Linked DNA regions of Callithrix jacchus: region 1 is linked to region 2. A link is a contact called in public Hi-C data. All regions are on one chromosome and are shown on one strand. The core of a region is the stretch at or near the end of the contact, and the rest is flanking DNA. Distances in the headings are between cores, read along the strand shown.

Region 1 (5,095 bases), core at 1,927-4,426, 850 kb after region 2:
TTTTATGTTTTAGAAATACCTAAGGCTTATAGTTTTACAATGTATGGAGAAACAGATATGCTAACAATGAAATTGCTGTGGGAGCCATATAGAGAAATATCAGAGGAGTTACTTAGATCAGAATAGGTCATACAATGAAGATATTTTAAAATATGGACATTGAACCGATAAAGAAGATGGTAATATTTTAATAGGATAGTGAAAAATATAGCAGATTGACAGTGACAGCAGAAAAAGAACAGGAATACAGATATTCTCAGAGGATTAAAATGGTGCTGTGCACCCTCAAGCCAGGCAAGTTTATCTGAGAGGTCTCTAAACATATCTCTTGCATAGAGTAGATGATTTTCCTTGGAGCTGTCATAAATACTTTATACTTCTCTACATTAATTCATGTCAAATATTTTCCATGGTTGGTCAGACTCAGACTTAAAATAGATCTAAGAAAGGTCTTCAGGTTTACTTTCAGTACCATTATTCACTTCATAGCCAGCTGGGTGACGACATGGTGTGTGGCCAATTCAAGTTTACAAGGTAACCTTGCCTGAATTATCCTGGTCCATCAAATACAAATAATAAAGTGAAGGTGCGAGAATAGAATTGCAAGGAACGTGGGAGAAGCAGTTGTCAAAAAGCAAAACAAACACAAGCAAAAGAATCTGTGAGGTCACTCAGAAATGATAACATAAGTTGTGTGTTCTCACCCTACAGCCTCCACACACATGGGGTTCCTCGTGCTTCACAATCAGCCCCTGTAATCAGTAACCCTTCAGGTCCCAGTCATGTGGCTTCTCCAGGTAAAAGAATAGACATACCTTTATGTGCATCCTGCGTTTTACATATTACTTCATTATCCTGTATACTCTACCACTTGCCTCAGCTGAGGAAAACAAAGTTATGCTTTCATGGGCAACTGGAGATGTACTCACTTAGTTCCTTAAGTAACTGGGGACGGAGGGTGGGAATCAATCTTTAAAGATAATTATTCTTCTTTCCTTATCCAATTTAATTCATTATTATTATTATTATTATTACTGAGACAGGGTCTCACTATGTTGCCCAGGCTGGTCTCTAACTCCCGGCCTCAAGCAGTCCTCCCACCTCGGCCTCCCAAAGTGCTGGGATTCCAGGTATGGACCACCATGCCCAACCCATTTACTTGAAATAAGTCTTCTGAAATGTTAATATATGTAAAAACATCTGGCAAAGAACCTAATACATTGTAAGTGCTCAGTAATTACTAAGACCCTCTTTCTTACCCACTTCTTACTAAACTATATACATTCCAACAATCCTCCAAGTACCTCCTCTGTGATACCAAACAGGTGGCTGAGATTGACAGACCAGAGCTGCTCCCTGTCCTCAATAGATTTCTTATTCCTTTAATACTAATAATAGAGAAAGGCACTACCTAAAAAATTTCAGTCAATATAGGTTATATCTTCACTACATTTGAATCTTTCACCATAGGAGCACAGCTGCTGTGTTACACAAAGGCTAATTCCTAATGTTTAATAACACTGATCACTGTCTTTCTTGTGGCCATTACATAAATTCTAAGTATCCTGCTTACTTAATAAAAAGGTACATGTCTATTTTGAAGTGCTCCTGGATTTTTTTAAGTGTGCAAAGAAGATAAATATATTTTAGGTCAATCTGAGTTGGATTTTTCACTCATTAAAAACATTTTACTCCTTGGACCCAGATTGGGAGATGACATATCTGAAATTAAGTAAGTTGAGGACTTTGCTAGGCATTCTCAGGGACTCAAGTAACACTGCAAACAATTCATTTCAGGCAAAGTGGACACTCAACTTCAGCTACAAGATTACTCTTCCACAACAGATGGTTTCCACACCTGAATTGTGACACCACTTTTCTTGGCTGAGAACTTTGGCCTTGGTGCCACAAAATAAGATGAAGAGGCTGATTCCTGCTTTGGCGAGGTGGGAATGGCCACAGGCACTGGGGATGCGCTGACTGGTGAGGAGGCCTCTACAAAGAAGGATGGGGGAGAGGTATAGGCTGGTACCGAGTACACTGACGAGGCCTGCACATTCATAGGTGAGGCAGCATTCACTGGCCGAGGAGGAAGAGCTTGCTTCATGGCCAGGGCTGAATTGACCTTGACTGATGACTTTTGAGGGAGGCCATCCTTTGCATCTGGAGGTTGGAAAGTAAACAAGGATGCATTGAGCTGATACGGTTGGTGCTTCATGACATCTAGTGCATTGAGCGGTTTCTTCCCCTTTTTCTTGCCGACTTTGGAAGCTTGTGCGGCTGATGGCTGAGACTTGAGAGCAGCTAGTGGGTAGGAGGGGGAGTGGATAGGATTATAAGCCACAGGAGGAGGTGCTCTGACATTGGAGGAGTACTTCCAACTGGCTGGGAGAGATGGAGTGGGGGACTGAGCTCGAGCAGCGTGGGCCTGCACCGTGTCTGAATCGACCACATATTTCTCCATTCTGGACTGCCTTTTAGCAAAGAGCTGAGCTCCTCTCCCACTCATTCCTGGAAGCTCATTGGATGGTCCCACTGCACCAGGCTGAGCAGCATTGACTGTTGGTGTGGGAACTGTTGGTTTGGGTGTGTAATTCTGACTGGCTACTGCTGCTTGTGGTCCTTTGAAGGGACCAGCCAGGTTTAAAGCGCTTGCAGGCCGGGCAGGAGGGTAAGAAGGCTGGGCTATTTTGATGGAGGAGACAATAGTGCCCTTTGATGGGCCAGATGTGGGGAAGGCCAGAGGTTGGGTGGGAGCCACTCCTGGAGACCAGACTGGGGAAACTGGAGTTACTGGTTGGGAGGATGAGGACTTGACTGCAGGTTTTGGAGCAACAGGAGGTGGGGTCTTTTGTTTGGCAGAGGTGCTTTGCATGAAATTGCAAGCCTCTGCTCCCAAGCTGAGGTAGTCTTCTTCCGGTCCGGAATCACCTCCAGCTCCAGTGCCCCGTTTGCCTTCTGAATTTTGAAGGAGTGACAAGAGTTCAGGATTTGGGCTTACTTTGGGCTCTTTAAAAGTAAACATGGGTTTTGTCGTGCTTCTCCTTTTGGCTTCCTGCAATATTCCTGTTCTTTTTGCTGGCACTGAGATCCTCTCATCTCTGGAAGCTATTCGCTCAGATGAATCGTAAAAGGCTGGCTGGGACCATGGGGCAGGCTGAGGCCATGGAGGGGGCTGTGCTGGGCCAGCAATCGGACTTGATACCCCTCTGGAGAAGGCATCAGGGGGAGGAGTGACTGCAGAGTAAGGTGGAGGTGCAGGAAAGTCAGCAATGGGACTCGTCATGTTTCGGGTTGGCGAGAAGGGGGTGGCTGGCTGGTTCACAGACCCTGGGAAGGGTTTGGCTGTTCTATTCATGGGAACCATCCTCTGGATGTTTGCTGTCTCAGATGCCCCACTGAAGCCATTCTGTTGGGGCACATGGCCAAGACCATGACTCACCTCGATGTAGCTTTTGCTCACAGAGCTCTGCGTTCTCACCGACTCTTCCTCCTTTCTTTGGTAAGAAGTCATGGTTCTCAGGCCATCTGTCTGGGCAGCATCTTGTTCTCTGCTTGGCATTCCACCTGCCTTGTCCTCTTCTTTTTGGGCTGTGATCTGATCCATTCTCTCCCTCCTCTTGGCAAACATGAGGGCTCCCTTGCCTGTGGTGTCTGGTAACATCTCCATCTTGTCCCCTCTGTTCAGTTTCTTTTCAATGTCCACCAGTCCAGAATCCCAGTCAAAGTTCACAACTTGTGTGCTGTCGTCAATGTCAGACAGTAACTCTTCATCCACCTCTGACTCACTTGCACCAAGAAATGCTACTTCACTTGTATCCTCCTTGTCACCGTCTTCCTCCTCGTCTGCCTCTCGCTCAAGCTCGCCAGTACCGTAGCTAACTAGGGTGTATTTCCTGGCCCTCCGACGTCGCTTCTTAAACATCAACACCCCCTTGGAGTTGGGGTTGGGAGCATCTGTTAGAAGAAGGGCAATGCTTTTGCATTTAGATTTTGCTTCCTTCACTTGTTTTTCCGACAGGCTTTCACTCCTCCTGAGCCCTAGGGAAAGTAAAAAAAAAATTATATTGAGCTGATGAGTTCAGGGAAGATACCATAGCAGCTCAGAAATGAACTCTCCTGGGGGAAAATAAATATGTAAAAACTTACAATTGGGTACTGAATTTTGAAGGAATCCAGCTCATTTCTCTTTCTTATTTCTCTTAACTTTTTTTCTTCTACAATAATATATATACTCTCTATATAACACTCAACAATGCCATATTCTATTTGTTTATATAAAAACATTTTGTATATGCTGATTAGAATATATGTTTCATACACTTGTTTCTCTAGAGATGTTTCCACTTTAATAATAAAAACTGGCTATTACATGCCAATTAATAGGATAAAATTAGAATTAAGAAGAACATAATCTAAAAACATAATATTTTCTGAAAAACAAGATAAGACCTACCTCATACTTCTATATTTTAAAATGAAATGTCAGCATAAAACTGTTTCCAGGTATCTTAAAAAGGGACGAGTGTCCCAAGAAGATGTTTTAAACTTTTCTAAGTGTTTTAATGTAATGGATTTAGCTATTGAGGTTTTCTTCTTTCTCTTTTATCTTTTTTTAACCCCGACAACTTCCCCAAATCTTTTCATTCACAGCTACTAGATTAATGTAAATTAAAAACACAGAATTAATCACTGAGGGTACTGAATCAATAATAGTTATAACTCAAAAAATGGCATTATTGTAAATACATAAAGAAACTCTAGCTACAAAGTTTTCTAGACAGATTTGTTTGTAAATGTATTGCTATTTTGAAAATACAATGTTACTTTAATTGAAGCAAGAATAAGGGTAAATCTTGAAGAAATGTAAAATTGACTTGTGACCCTTTTAACTGTGCAAAAACTGATGCAGAAATTAAGTCATTTAAAACAAGACTATGATGCTTATAAAATAAAAAATTTTTTAATTTTCTTTATTACCATTATAAAAATAAATTAGCAACAAATTTATAGCAAGTAAACATATAGCATCTATAATTTATAATTTATAGTTAATTATATCATGTTTTCAACGATAATGAGTGTCCCCTAAATT
Region 2 (5,489 bases), core at 1,591-4,090:
GTGTTTTATTGGGTAACTTTGTATTTACACTTTCCTCAGATAGTCTGTTGTCAGATGACTTTGACCAATGATTGGGAGGAACCAAATACAGAGGACTTTATCCTATACCTAATCTATATATTGTCTACAGAATAAATCAGGTATGAATTTGTGAACACTAGTGAAACATAATTTTCCAACTAATCAGAAGAATTGTTTGTTTAGTAACCTTAACTCAGTCTTTGGTGAATTAGTTTTGGTTTAACTTGTAAATAATTTATTCATTTTTTTAAATGTGTGAAATATTTCTAGTTATTTTGTTCAATGTGACTGTGATGAGTTTATGTTGGAATAGCTGTGAAATGGAAAATGTCTACTAAATTTCAAATTTTAGTATATATTTTTAAAAATAGATCTTTTAGAGATCTTTCCATTCTTCATAATTATGACTTTTAAAGCCAACAGTATTCACTGAGGCTTATTAAAAAAAAAAAAAAAAACCTAGTTGGGCAAGCTACTTAATCTTCATTAGAGTTAACAATTCTGTTCCAATCTGGCAAAACATTGTAGCCCTAGCAACAAGACTATTAGGAAAGGCCTAGAGAGAAAAATGTCAGAGTTGAACCTCTGATTACACAAGTCGGTTTATGTTACCATGTCACCTATTTTTGTCCTCCACCATGTGATCTATTTTTAAAACAGAAACATAATATAGTTACATTTATTTGTAAAAAGCCCATTTTATCTACATTCATCTGCACCATTTTGCTATGCAAGCTTGTTTGCACAAAGGAACTTACATGAAATCAAAATCTTATTGTCTTGGAATTTTATCTGTGCTGAAAAAGGCATCCCAAACATAAGCTGGACCACCCATAGTCCATTTCCTTGCAAGGGAAAGATTCCAAACACTTAAAAACTCTCTAGATATGGACATACCCAGTGGATGCCTAGACATGGATATGAATTTCTCTCTGAAATGGCTGTCTCACTGACCAAGTACATATGCTGATGGTTTTAAACATTGAGTCCGTGATGTGCAAAATATTTTATATCTAACATGCAGTTATTGGATCACTGTGTTCACACTCATAATAGCCAGGACAGCTCTGTAAAGAACAAGCTGTAAAGCCTACAGCCTCCAAGTCTAGAAAAGGAAATTCATGGGTATTGATTATCTTACTGTGTGCTGGGCACCGCTGAAGTGCTTTGCATCTGTTCAGCTGATTGCTAAATGAATGGAGGTTGGGGTTAGTGGAGAAATAGAAGACTTGGGCCACAAGCTGTAGTGTTAGATACTGATGATAGGACATGGGGAGAACCATGAGATAAAGGAAATGAAGTCTGAGTCCCAAATAAGGAGTCCTCTGGAGCAAGGAACAGCCCCCAAACCTCAGTTCAGGGCTGTGAGGGAAGGAGAGGGTGGGGGAGAGAAGAACTGGATCCAAAATAGAAGTTCTATAACTACTGATGGCTCCAGAAGAGACCCATGAAGCAAAACCATGAAGAAACACTAGGGAGTCTGAATCTATTATAGAGCATCTTTAGCTCAGTTTGTGGTCAGGGAAGGGATGCAATATCTCAATTCTCACAACAAACCTATGAGAATTGTTAGCCCTATTTTATAGATTTAAGAACTAAAATTCAGGAAGGTTAAGTAATTTGCCCAACTGCAAACATCCAGAATACATCTACTGGACCAATTCCCAAACCAATAGGAACCAAATCTTTTTGTTATATCTTGTTTCCTCTCAAGAGTCTAGGGAACAGGAGTGGGTTCTCCTCCATACTTAGCCACAAGAACACTAGAATACCATGTGAATCTCACTCCAAGTTGAGGAAGTAAGAACTTGCAGTTAGAATATTTGACTTTTGCATTAACTTTTCTTAATACTGCCATTAAATGTTCACACAGGGCATTTTGCTTTAAAACGGGAGTATTCGTTTTCTTTCCAGCAACATTTCTTCTCTAATTCTTTCACTTGTTTTTGTAACCAAATGTGTTGGAATTTGTGCTTAACATGTAATCCTTATCCTTCTACTTGGTGAGTTTTAACCAACTTGAGACATAGATGCAGGAAACAGGAGATTGACATTTATTGTATGTATTATTATCCAAATTAGAGCACTCTGTAGTAAATCTGGATAGGAGAATGAGGCTTACACTTAAGGCAGAAATAGGGTTTGCTACTCCTTTTTAAGTGAACTAAGCAGCCTGTGTAGTCACCCGTGGAAGGGCCAGACATCTTCATTCTTCCTGTTCCAGCCCAGCTCCAACCTGAGAAGAAGCCTTGCATGCTGAACTGCCAAGGGCAAAATTAGAAAGCACTGTCCTTGAGCTCCTACAAGCCATAGAAAAATTTCTTTGCTGCTTGGGATGCAGTGAGAGAGAAGGTGGAGAGAGGGCCCCAGAATATTGCTCCAATGCTGTTTTCTGTCATCAGGTGTGGAATGGAACCTCTAAGAGTAGAGTAACAAGTTTCCCTCCTGCTATTTGCCAGCTTTTTCTTCTCTTAATATATTACAGTGTATGTTCCACTGGCATTATGTAAGTTGATTTTAGGTAGCATGAGGACTTTATATATATGTTGTACTCAGAAAAATATGTAAGATTTTAACACATTATTTATCATGAGTAAAAAATTGAGCAAATGATTTTAAAAGTATATACAATACTTAAAGAAAAATATATCAGTATTAGTGTGGGTGATATGCAGACATGAAGGCGGCATACATATAAAGGAAGGTTGGGAAACAATGTCATAACCCACTGGACTTAAGCTACTTGGAAATAAGCCAGGGTGGGCTGTTTCTCTCAACAGGGAAGTTGCTTGCTCACAGGGCCGTTGTGTTCTCACTTTCCTAAACCTGCCTTCTTTCCACAGTAATTTCCTCTAGAATTGCCAATGGGCATTTCACTTTTTGCCAACAAAAGTCTCTAGCAACATGAATCAGACAGAACTGCATGCAGAACCCTAAACAGAAAATGTATTCCCCATTCTATTTCCTTTATACTCAGTCATGTTGTCCAGAATGAATGAATGTATTCATTTTATATTCATGTATACATTCATGAATGTTCATGAAATGAATGCAGAGACCAGATCAATATATAAAAATGTTCTAAATTTTAACAGTATTAAACTCTTCTCATTTTTTAACTTCCTCCAAACTAAATTTCCTTACAAATGAAAAGCCCATGGAAATTAAAGTCTAAATTCCTTCACTCCCAATTCTATACAGTTGGCTCATTCTCAGCCACAGGGTCTTATGCTGATCCCTGGGTTCCTGTAAGTTCAGCTGTAACCTGGGCTGTCTTTCATAAGAATGGATATGACTTCTTCAGTCTCTTCAAAATTAATTCAAATTTCTAATTAGTTCAGTTCTCCAAGGGGCAACTAATCACAAAAGAAACTGCAGCTCCACTACATAAGCTATTACAAGTGAAATTATGGTCCCCAAATTAAACGAATGGTATAATCTTTTTTGACAAGGCTGTTGCCAGCCAAGGAACATGGCAGATAACTTAATGGTATCTGTGTTGTAGACAGAAGAACCTGAGAACATCTGGGTTTCAGTTCCAAGGAAGGCCAGTCAGCTGCGCCAGTGTCAAGAGTTCACAGGCTGTAAATCTGTCTATATACACTGAACAGAAATTGCCCATCAGCAATTGTGATTCCCCATGTTTACTGTGTATGCGTGTGTGTGTGCATTTGGTGGTGATGGTGGGTGTGGTGGCAATGCTTCTGGCAAACTCCCCATGTCTATTACCTACTTTCTCAGTGAATGGCATATGAGACATTATTCCTTTTTAGAAAATTTCGATGTTCCGGGTTCTTCATGTCTAATGTTTCATGCTTTTAGCACTTCAATGCAAGATTGTTTTTAGTCTAGATTAAACTTCTACTCCCAAATTTCTTCAGGTACATTCTCTCCAGCAGTGTGCAGTCTCTCCTTTATTCCCGTAAAGGAATGGAGCAGTGATCATCACTCTACTCCCTCAGCACTACTTTAACTTAATGATATATCACATTTTATTTATTCCAATTATAGTAATTGTCACCACTATTTCATAGGCTTTTCATTCCTACCTAGACAGGTCAAGTTGGTCCTAGCTGATCAATCATTAATCATAGTCAGATTTTTTAAAAAAAAATTAAACCACAAGGATCACAGAAAGAACCAGTAAGTAAAGCTTACTATTCTCAAGAAATTAGAGAAAGATGTCAAAGTTTAACAAAGCTTTAAGGATATTCTAGATATGATGGATTGAAATTGTCAAAAGGTAGTATTCCAAAGAATTAGGCCATTTTAAAGATAGAACACACCAAAATGGAAGAAGACCCCGGAACCCTCAAACTTCAGGGCAGGTACTTTTTCTGTTGCCCTTTTATTTCTTCCTGTCTCAGTTGACATGACGATGAGTATGAGCAGAGTGACTGCAGCTGGGGAAAGAAACAGTGCCAAGAGCTGCAGCTGCAGAAAGTTTTGTTTTCTTTTTTTAACTTTCATGGTGTAAAATTAATATATTCATGTTAATAAAATAAAAAAGTATAGAATGGTACCAAATGAAGAGTAAATTATCTACCTGTCTTCATTCCCCCCACTCTCCACTTCTAACCTAGCTCCTTATTTTAAAACATGTTTTGTTCTATTAGTGGCTAGCACCATATTTTTAAGCATATGTTAATATTCCTATGTTTTTGTTTTTCAATTTTAGGTCACATCTACTGAAAGATGAGAAACTTAGTTCATATTTCTTTATCCATCTGCTCCTAAGTTTTTCTAGTCATAAATTTTTGTTCTTCTGGGGGTTATCTTTATAATTTTAAAGAATGTGTTCAAACTCTATATTTTGTTACATCAATTATTGCATCTTGATTCCTTGCTATAGAAGGTGTAAGAATTTGTGTCTGACATTGCTGGCCACATCTGTCTGCTACCTTAACATTCAGACTTGCTTTTTTACATTATCAATTTTAATACTAGTTAGATTCTCTTTTATAGTTATTATTTTCTTCCAGTTTTGTTGATATGTTGACTCACAAATAGAAATAGCATTTTCATTATTCTGATTATTAAATTATGCCTTATTGATGGACCAAATAGCATGAGTCTACCTATTGAGGGGGAAGAAAATGTAATCTAGTTCGTTAAAACTGAATAATGAATGTTCCAAGTGTCAAGATCAAAAAGGGGGTTTATAAACTCAGCTTTAAGCCTTATTATTCATTTGGCCAATATCTTTAATTTCCAAGAAATTAAACATAAAACATAAACATCTTTAATAGTGCTTGATTCTAGCCACCCATCCATTTGCTTCTTGACTATGAAGATGAATTTTTCTTCTGTTCTCTCAATTACCTACTTTCTTCAGGAGTCACCTAGTATATCTGTTCCACTTGGACCTTCTCATTTTTGCTGTTTGTTTCTCTTAAATTTTGTGTTTTAAAAATCTAGATGAATAATGGAAAAAAGTTGATCAATACTAGTAGCATGGTTTTCTATTA

The links. Hi-C and Micro-C count contacts between places; a contact is called where the count stands out from the background.
Region 1: a contact with region 2 is called in a Hi-C map of induced pluripotent stem cells, with 2.7 times the contacts expected there. The contact joins two enhancer-like sites. A contact is called at or near these places in 2 of 3 Hi-C or Micro-C datasets (induced pluripotent stem cells and skeletal muscle).

What each region holds. Positions count from the first base shown.
Region 1 is chr3:78,521,670-78,526,764 of calJac240_pri, forward strand. SYNPO2 (synaptopodin 2) reads right to left here. Exons shown (of 5, transcript XM_002745445.6): 4 at 1,859-4,041. Among named protein-coding and RNA genes, the nearest start is that of MYOZ2, 94 kb to the left of the region's middle. Within about 2 kb of position 3,177, at least 2 of the 16 cell types and tissues checked have an H3K27ac peak or open chromatin away from gene starts, as enhancers often do. A contact at or near this core is called in skeletal muscle, where this site is marked.
Region 2 is chr3:77,670,386-77,675,874 of calJac240_pri, forward strand. No RefSeq gene overlaps it. Among named protein-coding and RNA genes, the nearest start is that of MAD2L1, 14 kb to the left of the region's middle. Within about 2 kb of position 2,841, at least 2 of the 16 cell types and tissues checked have an H3K27ac peak or open chromatin away from gene starts, as enhancers often do. A contact at or near this core is called in skeletal muscle, where this site is marked.